3 separate regions of the Mus musculus genome follow, and regions 2 and 3 are each linked to region 1. Evidence: chromatin contacts called from public Hi-C and HiChIP or PLAC-seq data. All regions are on one chromosome and are shown on one strand. The core of a region is the stretch at or near the end of the contact, and the rest is flanking DNA. Distances in the headings are between cores, read along the strand shown. Region 1 overlaps Dleu2 (deleted in lymphocytic leukemia, 2). Region 2 overlaps Fdft1 (farnesyl diphosphate farnesyl transferase 1). Region 3 has its middle 20 kb from the start of Gata4.

Region 1 (2,969 bases), core at 180-2,679:
TTATCAAAGGAAAAACCAAACACCTTAGATCCTTCGGAGAAGTTTTCAACTAATGAAGAACAGAAATGTCTTATAACTCCAACAGCAGAAATACAGTTTTCTGAAAACAGCCTCTTTAGTTTTACATTTAAATATATATATTTCAGAACCATCTGAAAGGCTTTTACGGAAGAAACAACTCTATTATGTACTAACTTAAAAAAAAAACTCCGATTTTACATTTTGTATTTATTTGAATAGTTCTCTGTCTAAACACAGTTTTTCGTAGGTCAAGAATTATCAGCTCTGGGATCAACATTCAAACCCCCCAGTCCCGCTTCCTTCCAGCCAATCAGTGGGTAAGAAGCCCGGCGTTTGGGAGCTCCGTTAGACTCAATTTGAAAAACATCACATTGCGCTCCTACTCTTCTGGAAGGGATCTAAATGAGGGCGGGTCCCCCAGTTTTCACAGACACACACCAAATCCAGGGTTCTGATAAAATTCCAGAGGGAGAAAGCTCTGTAGGGGGCCTGCTCTGACTAGCAAGTCACCGAGGGTCTCCTGAAGCCTGAGTCCTCGGCGAATAACCGAGAAGCTGCAGCAAAAGCATCCGCAGAGGATCACTAAGGCAGGTCCGTGCGACCCTCCCGCAGAACGTCCCATGAGCTAAGGGTTAATCTAGGGGTGCTGAGGGAGGAAAGCGACACAAGAGTTTAACGTGGACTCTTCACAAAGACTAGTACCTAGCGAGCATTACCTAAAGTCAAAGCTGTCACTGGCTCATTCAAGAGCTGTCGACTCTGGGTTGACAAAAAGCCAACAGCCAACGAAGAAAAAAAAGAAAGAAAGAAAGAAAGAAAGAAACCCCCCCCCCAAAGGAAAGACAACTCCGCTTTCTTCCGCCTCAGCGTCAGGAGTACCCAAGGAAAGTTGAGGACTGCAAAATGACCGTTAAATCGTAGGTGCAAAGGCTTGTCGGCAGGAGACACCAAGTTTCACGCTACTTTTCCTTGAGACGCTGCGATTCAAGGACCGGAGAAGGAAAAAGTCTTCTAAGAGCCCGACGCCAGGAAATCGCAAGCTCGCAGCCCCGTCCTTCCCTTCACCCCGACACCCCTCCCCCTCGAGCGAGAGAGGGGACCGCCGGGAGAGCAACGACAAAATGACCCAGCTGGATGCGGCCATCCATCCATCCGCCGCGCCCGGGGTCGGGATCCGGCCCGGGACCGGCCCGGCCGGCGTCGTTTCTTCCCCGCACTCCGCAGCGCACCTCGGGGGCCGCGGGCAGCCGTCTCTCCCGCGACCCAAGTTTCCCGGCAGGAGACGGCCTGCGCCCGGACCGCCGTGCACACCGGGGAGGGCGGGCGGGCGCCTGTCGCGGGCGACCCTGCCGCGCCGGCCTAGCTCCCCGGCCGCTCGCGCTGACAGGTCGGGCGGCGGCCGCTCGGCCGTGTCCCGCTCAAACCGCGCCTCCCCTCCCCCAGCTCCGCGCTCCCGCCACCCGAGCGCGGCCGGACGCCGCCCATCCGAGGACACCCAACTTACAGCAACCGGATCCCCTGGGGGAGCTTCTGCCGCGAAAGTGAGGGCAGACCCCGAGTCCGGTCCCTGCTCCCCTCACGGTCCTCCGGTCCCATCGCTGCCACCTCTCGAGACCCGCTTCGCTACTTGAGGCTCTTACCGACTGCGCCGCATCTGGCGAAGCCCCACCGACTGCCCTCTGCTCTAAGTTAATTTTTTTGATGATTTTTGGGGGATTTTCCGGCGTGATCCTAGCGTCGCGCTAGGCTCGGACAGGTTATCCCTTCCCTCCCGCTAGATTGATGAGATCAGGCATCACTCGAAAATGGCGCCGAAAGCGCTGAGACTCCTCATTCAAATTCGTTAGAGCCAACCCCGCCGCCCCGGGGCATGCCGGGAACGCGGGCCGGCTCCACAGCTGTCCCTGCCTCCCCCCACCCACCCCCGCGCGACCCTGCTGCGCATGCGGAAACTTCTACCTCCCTCTCCCCCGGCACATGCGCAGGATCGTCGTGGCGCAAGGCTCTCTACTTCCTCGGTTCCAGTCCCCGCTGTGTCTTGCGCTCCTGTGTGTGCCTGCGTGGCCCCTGTGCGGCAGTGGAGGTGGTCAGCTTTCGGACACTACTCCGGTGACACACTAGTGATGAAACAAATCAGGGACTATCTTAAGAGTTTCGTAAAAACAAGACAAAAACCGCTTTTAACTAAACTCCAAGCCACCGAGTGCGCCTTCGAGCCCTGGGTGGCCGCTCAGGAACTTAAAACCGCGTATCGCTGTCGTGCTCTCGCCCTCCGCCAGCGCCTCCCAGATCTGTCACACCTAAGCCTAGAACCATCTCACGAGGTAGGAATTTTACGGTTCAATCACACGACCAGCGGGCGGCTGTCACACCCCGACGTTTCCCTCCACCCCAGACCTCGAGGTGTGCGACCAGCCCACCATGCACAAGCCTTTGGATTCTGAACTGGAGACGGAGCTTTCGGTTCTGGATTGGAGCCGAAGATGTACAATCTTTTGGACGTCACTAGGGTACTTTTCCAAAAGAAAAAAAAAATAGTGCTAGAGTAAATTATGGACTCACCAGATAGGTTTCCCGTTGTATGAAGCCCCGAAAAAGTTGTAAGAGCCACTGGGTACTGATAATGTGGTACGCATTGTTATCAAACGCTTTGTGGATCAGGTGTCTCACTGCCCACAACACCTCTATGAAGTAGGTATTATTTTTGTTTTATGGCTATTGAAACCTGATGTTCCGATTATAAATTCTGCCGTCTTGCAGCTGGTGAGAGCAAGCTAGGTAAACCGCCTTTAAAAATGACTCTATAACAGGACAAAAAAAATGAAGTTAATATTTTAATTTTTCTTACAAAAGCATCTTTTGATCCTTTGCTTGCAAGACATTGTCCCTTCCACTAGGCTAATTAAGATGAAGTTTTTAAAAAGAAAAACTGCCATTGCTCCTAGATG
Region 2 (2,847 bases), core at 111-2,610, 1.5 Mb after region 1:
CCCCAACCCAACTACACCAAGGCAAGTAAAAGAATTCTTGGGCACCTCTGGCTTCTACAGACTCTAGATACCTGGGTTGGTGACCTTAGCTGCCCTGTTGTACCCCCTAACCAAGGAAGGGAAGGTGTTTGTGTGGACCCCAGATCACCAGAAAGCCTTTGAAGAAATTAAAAAGGCCCTACTGACGGCCAGTCTTGGTCTTTGCCTGACCCAACCAAGCCCTTCACTCTTTATGTGGAAGAGAGAGCAGGGGTCGCCAGAGGAGTCCTTGCTCAGACTTTGGGACCTTAAAAAAGGCCAGTGGCTGGGCTGGTGAGATGGCTCAGTGGGTAAGAGCACCCGACTGCTTTTCCAAAGGTCCAGAATTCAAATCCCAGCAACCACATGGTGGCTCACAACCATCTGTAACAAGATCTGACGCCCTCTTCTGGAGTGTCTGAAGACAGCTACAGTGTACTTACATATAATAATAAATAAAAATCTTTAAAAAAAAAAAAAGGCCAGTGGCTTACCTATCCAAGAAGTTACACCCTGTGGTTTTCTTGCCTGAAAGCTATTGCTGCCATAACTCTGCTTGTCAAGGATGCTGATAAGCTCACTCTGGGACAGCAAATAACTGTAGTGGCACCCCACGCTCTTAAAAGCATTATCCGACAGCCCCCTGACCGATGGATGATTGAACGAGTGACTTTCACTCCTGCTGTCCTCACTCCCACTACCCTACTGCCCGAGACTTCACCTACTCATCATTGTGCTGACATTCTGGCAGAAGAAACTGGTACTCGAAATGATCTAAAGGATCAGATCAGCCTTGGCCTGAGAGTTCGAGCTGGTACACGGATGGCAGTAGCCTTGCGGTTGAAGGACTGAGACGGCCAATGTGATAGCCAAGAGGATCCTAGAAGAAATCTTCCCGAGGTTTGAGATACCCAAGGTAATCAGGGCAATAATGGACCTGCCTTTGTTGCCCAGGTAAATCAGGGACTGGCCAAGATATTGGGGATTGATTAGAAATTACATTGTGCATACAGGCTCCAAAGCTAAGGACAGGTAAAAAAGATGAATAGAATTCTAAAAGAGACTGGTGCAGACTTGGTGCTCCTTCCCCTTGCCCTATTTAGAACTAGAAATACTCCCTTTTGATTCAGCCTTACTCTTTAAGATCCTTTATGGGGCTCCCATGCCCATCACTGTCTTAAATGATGTGTTTAAACCTACATGTTGTTGTAATAATAATCTGTATGCTAAGTTAAAAGACTTGCAGGTGGTACAGAAAGGAGAATGACATGTCCAGACTAGCCCGGCGCCTCCCTATCTCCCACCCTTCTGACCTAAGTTAAATGTTATCTGCATGTACAGTCTGCTGATGTGTAAATGAACCAATCATGTGAAACTTCACCAATTCCTCCCCCAGCCCCAGCCCCAGCCCCTTTTCTATAAAAACCCCTAGCTTCCAAGCCTCGTGGTCGAATCCACTGTCTCCTGCATGAGATACATTTCGACCCAGACGGAGCTCTGCCATTAAAACTACCTCATGTTTTTACATCAAAAAAAAAAAAAAAAAAAAAAAAAAAAAAAAAGCCTTGCACTACCATACCTGGCCTAAACCCATATTTATTTTTTGTTACAAAAATAATCAGCTCTTGCTGGGCTTGGCGGCGCACGCCTTTAATCCCAGCACTTGGGAGGCAGGGGCAGGCGGATTTCTGAGTTCGAGGCCAGCCTGGTCTACAGAGTGAGTTCCAGGACAGCCAGGGCCACACAGAGAAACCCTGTCTTGAAAACCCACAAAGTTCAGGGTACATATCTCTCGGTTTCCTTTTTATTATTATTGTTGTTATTTAAATATTAAATGAAGGGAAATGAATTTTCCAGTTTGTTTCCACTAATTAGAGGTACTTGAGACTACTCTTGATTGCTTGTTTAGCTGAAGTTTTGTCATGCATCTAGGCTGCTCTTAAACCCCTGGGCTCACAAGAGCCTCCTCTGGAACAGCAGGTACCGTACTTCATGGCACGTGGCTAGCATGCATGAGGCCTTGGGTTCAGTTCTCAAGACTGGGGGTGGGGGCCTCACGGGGGCTGGCAAGTGCTCAGCAAACACTGGATTATCAAATCCCCCAGGGAGAAGAAATAGCCCAAGCCTCACTTTCTCTGCCCCTTATCACGGCCACCCACTCCCCTTCAAAGAGGAAACCAAAGCCTTCAGTCTCCAAGGGTCTCGTCGGGCCAATGTCCTCTTTTATAGAGGACAGCGGTGAACAGTCCCCAGCTCTAGATCACAACCCTAAAAGTCTGCCTTCCCCTAACCTCGCCACTCCAGCCTCTTCTGACTGCTGACTTCTGTCTGTAAGTCTGTGTACTTGTCTTGCCTTTCTCTCCCAATAGAACACAAGTTTGACAAAAGCCAGTTTGGGCCTGCTAGCAGGGTTCATGCAATACCTGAGCTTTCTGAGCCAAACAACCTCCAAGCTAAAAAGCATGCGAATTTTTAATAGAAGTTATTTCAATTTAATTTTTGAAAATGTTACATCTTGTAGATGTAACAAATGTACAGAGGTGGCCAGGCCTGACTGGGCATCCCGGAAGCATATCCAAGAGTTGTGAGGAAAACCAGACTTGTAATTCACATAAGCGACAGCAAAAATACTTGTCCCATCAGATTACTAAGAGTGATAAAGTATAGTAAGCTGTAAACATGGCCACAAAATTTTATGACTTCTCATCAGGAAGGCGGCTTTCTCTCCTCCCTCATACCTGGCTCCCCTGGTAAAAATCTGGGGTCCAATTGGACAGTAACAGATGTGACTCATGCAGAAGTCTGAAAAGTGTGTACATAGAGTTGCTC
Region 3 (3,165 bases), core at 19-2,518, 1.6 Mb after region 1:
ACAGCCTTTACCTTGAAAACAGCCATAAAGATCTTGGGGAGGCAGACCCACTCAAGATCTGATCAGCCCTCCCCATTTCTTTCAAAAAATTGTTTGCTTGTTTGTTTTTAATTTGAAAGAAACACATTCACTTTATAGCTCATTTGAAAAGACAGAATGGATAACAACAAAAAAACCCGGACGCTTAACTACACCTATGAAAAGAACCATGAAGAACATAACCGCTTTATTTTGTCTTCTCAGGGGAGTTTTATTTCCTAAAGAGTGGCTCTCAATCCTTGTTAATTTAAAAGTTGGACTCAGTGCTAAGCACATTGTTAGCACAAAGGAGGCTCGGAATATCACGGCTAGCAAACAATCAGAAAAACCTTAAAAACATAAAAAATAAAAGGCTACTTTGAGACTTTGCTATCTCATTAAATATGTCAAGAAAGCATAACAATAGTAAATCCTAGCTGTTTACTAGGTTGCTACCAATTTTTGTTACACTAACCACACTTCTGAAGTGTAATTGTCAAGTCCTCAGATTTGGTTATAGATGCATTTTCTTATAGGAGCCTCAGCAATTCCTTTGGGTACATTTCTTTCTGTGGAAACAGCGAAGCAAAGAGTCACAGGGATTTGCATGGAGACTGACCCAAAAGACCACAGCCACAGCTCCTGGTCTGCCTCTGACAGGGCTCAATTCCCAATTTTGGATAAGACAGTTAAAGATAATGCTCGTGGACTTAGGATATTGTCTGCTTCTTATTGAACATATTTGATATCTGAAGAATTTGTAAGTCATAAGTTTAGAGAGGAAAAAAACAGAGAGAAAGAAAAAAATCAACGAGGCTATTAATGTCTAGCTGAAGGCTTTTTACCATGTCACCGTGTTAACTATTGACTATTTTGGGGACCCAGAGGCTTGTCTGCAGACCGGTTTAGGAGGACTTTAAAACACAGGAAACTGAAACACAGTCTTTTTTTTTTTTTTAAAGGTAATTTGCCTAAGATAACCAGTCAGTAAAGTGGTAGAAAAGCTTCCAGAATGTTCTTTGTTGTCTATACATTGGGTTTTTTTTTTTTTTTTTTTGTAATCTCAGACTACTTCTAGAGATCAATTTTATCTTTGCAAAAGGTGGCAAGCTCAGCTACTGAGCACATGCATGCATCTTATTTCTAGAATATGCTACAAAAATAACCTCTCTGAGGTCACCTAGCCTGTCACTGAGCTATATTGGATCTAGAATCCAGCCTCTGGACATTGTTTGGCTACTGCCTGGGGCTTTCTCTGACCAGGCAACATGCATCCCCTGTGGGCAACTAAGGAAAAGCAGCTTGGCCAAGGCCCTTCCCACTTTCAGGTTTCAAGGGGGGGAAGTGCCATCAATTCTGGAATCCCCACTTCCAGGACTGGAGAGGAGAAGCAAGGATGCTTACGTGGGAGAATTAGTAACCTCTGGCTCTTGGAGGAGCCAGGCACACAGAACCACAGCAGTAGACGAGGGTTGGCTCTCTGAACTTAGGCAAGAGCAAGCCTAGATTATGGCGCAGCTGAGGACCTTGGACTGCTACACCACTTTCTGGAAGGGGAACCCCAGGAAGCTGCTCTCGTAGCTGGTGGAGGGCAGAGTCAGCGGCCTGCTCACTAGCATTCTGGGGAGGGGATTCTTGAATTGAATGGAAGGCTGGACCTGATAACCTCTGGAGCCCTTCCCACTCCCCGTGGCTCCGATTTGTGTGCCTTGGGGGAAGAGAAGCGGTCAGTCATAGGACTACAATAGTTGATTTAGGGTCCCGCCCCAGTTGTCAGCATAACCCTCATCTTGGGCAAATAATTTAACCTGTCAGTACAAGGCACAAGGCTTGGCGTGGAGTGAAGCTTTGCAAATGTTTGCTGAATGAATGAATGAACGAAAGAATGAATGACTGGACGGATTCCCATCTCTGCCGCCCTAAGGGACATTGGGTGAAAAATGGAATCTTTCACACCTAAAGTAAGAGCATATACACCTCTTTAAAAGAAAAACCACCCCTCCAACTCAAAGGGGTATAGCAACGGGTGAAAATATAATTTATCAGCCCGAGGGGACACAGATTTCCTGGTGAGTTTTTGAGTTTCATTCGTTCCTCTCTCCTCAGAGGCACAACTCAGGCTGCAGTAGGATGAGGCAGCATAATCTTTTCCTCCTCCCCCACCCCGGATAAATGCTAAATACTGAGGGCTAATGGATTGTTCTTGGTGCGGACCAGATTAGATAGCAGCCCTTCCTTTATCAACAGTAGAGGTAAACCCCCTGCAGTAGTGGTGACGGGAGTGGTGGTGGTCGAACACAAGGGAACCAGGAAGGCACAAAAAAAAAAAAAAAAACCAAAAAAAAAAAAACAAAAACAAACAAACAAACAAACAAACAAAAAAACCCAAAGAGATTGCTAAGAGAGTGCAGAACACCAAGGCCCATTCACTTGGGCTCCCAGAACAGCCCCTAAACCCCAAGTCTCTCCCACTCCCCACCCGGCCCCCAGTAGTTCCTGGTCTGGTGGGTTGGTGCTGTCTGTGGGACTTCAGGAGTAAGTCTAAATACAAGAACTCTTCAATTCTGCTTGTCAATGTTAAGGGTCTAGAAACACTTTGAGACATCGCCCCCTCCAATAACCCTTCATGTTTTGCCTGAACAGTGTTTAAGAATTCCAGAGTCGGGTTCAACTTCCTTCCGTTTTGCTGTTTCAGATCATGAGAGAGCAGAGTACAGTGTTCTGAGTTCATGCTTGGCTCCCCTTCTGATTTCCCTACGTCAAATTTCAACCCGCCAGCAGCCTTTCTACCTTCCTTTCTTTCTGGTTTTTGTTTGTTTTGGAGTTGGGGTGGTCTTTAATCTGTAACCCAGACTGGCTGGCCTCAAATCCTGGTGCCCCTGTGGCCTCAGCCTCCTCAGGGCTGGGATTAAAGGAGGGAGGCGCCGAGCTTGGCTAATGATCTTGGTTATATAAAAATTTGTTATAGATTTCTCTTAAGAGTTAATGATTTTTTGTTGTTGTTTGATTGATTCTTAAGAGAAAATGTTTTCCGTTTCTCAGCTTAGAGGCTAATGTTTCTGCCTCCAGTCACTTTCTGAGAGCACAACTCATCTACTATCAAGACTATTCTATAAAAATGCTCATGTGTGATCTAACAACAAATCC

What was found. Hi-C and Micro-C count contacts between places; a contact is called where the count stands out from the background. HiChIP or PLAC-seq counts read pairs in DNA pulled down with a chosen protein or histone mark.
Region 2: a contact with region 1 is called in an H3K4me3 HiChIP or PLAC-seq map of embryonic stem cells, with 5 read pairs. The contact joins two enhancer-like sites. A contact is called at or near these places in 2 of 115 datasets of contacts at active chromatin or transcription factors (embryonic stem cells and epiblast stem cells) and 1 of 9 other capture datasets (adipose tissue).
Region 3: a contact with region 1 is called in a Hi-C map of ventricular fibroblasts, with 15 times the contacts expected there. The contact joins two enhancer-like sites. A contact is called at or near these places in 2 of 39 promoter capture datasets (hippocampal neurons and liver) and 1 of 484 Hi-C or Micro-C datasets (ventricular fibroblasts).

Annotation. Positions count from the first base shown.
Region 1 is chr14:61,646,957-61,649,925 of GRCm38.p6, forward strand. All of the region lies in intron 1 of Dleu2 (deleted in lymphocytic leukemia, 2), which reads right to left. Among named protein-coding and RNA genes, the nearest start is that of Mir15a, 16 kb to the left of the region's middle. Within about 2 kb of position 1,430, at least 436 of the 459 cell types and tissues checked have an H3K27ac peak or open chromatin away from gene starts, as enhancers often do. A contact at or near this core is called in embryonic stem cells, where this site is marked.
Region 2 is chr14:63,169,816-63,172,662 of GRCm38.p6, forward strand. All of the region lies in intron 1 of Fdft1 (farnesyl diphosphate farnesyl transferase 1), which reads right to left. Among named protein-coding and RNA genes, the nearest start is that of Fdft1, 6.6 kb to the right of the region's middle. Within about 2 kb of position 1,361, at least 34 of the 459 cell types and tissues checked have an H3K27ac peak or open chromatin away from gene starts, as enhancers often do. A contact at or near this core is called in embryonic stem cells, where this site is marked.
Region 3 is chr14:63,263,198-63,266,362 of GRCm38.p6, forward strand. It overlaps a transcript of Gata4 not described here. Among named protein-coding and RNA genes, the nearest start is that of Gata4, 20 kb to the left of the region's middle. Within about 2 kb of position 1,269, at least 18 of the 459 cell types and tissues checked have an H3K27ac peak or open chromatin away from gene starts, as enhancers often do.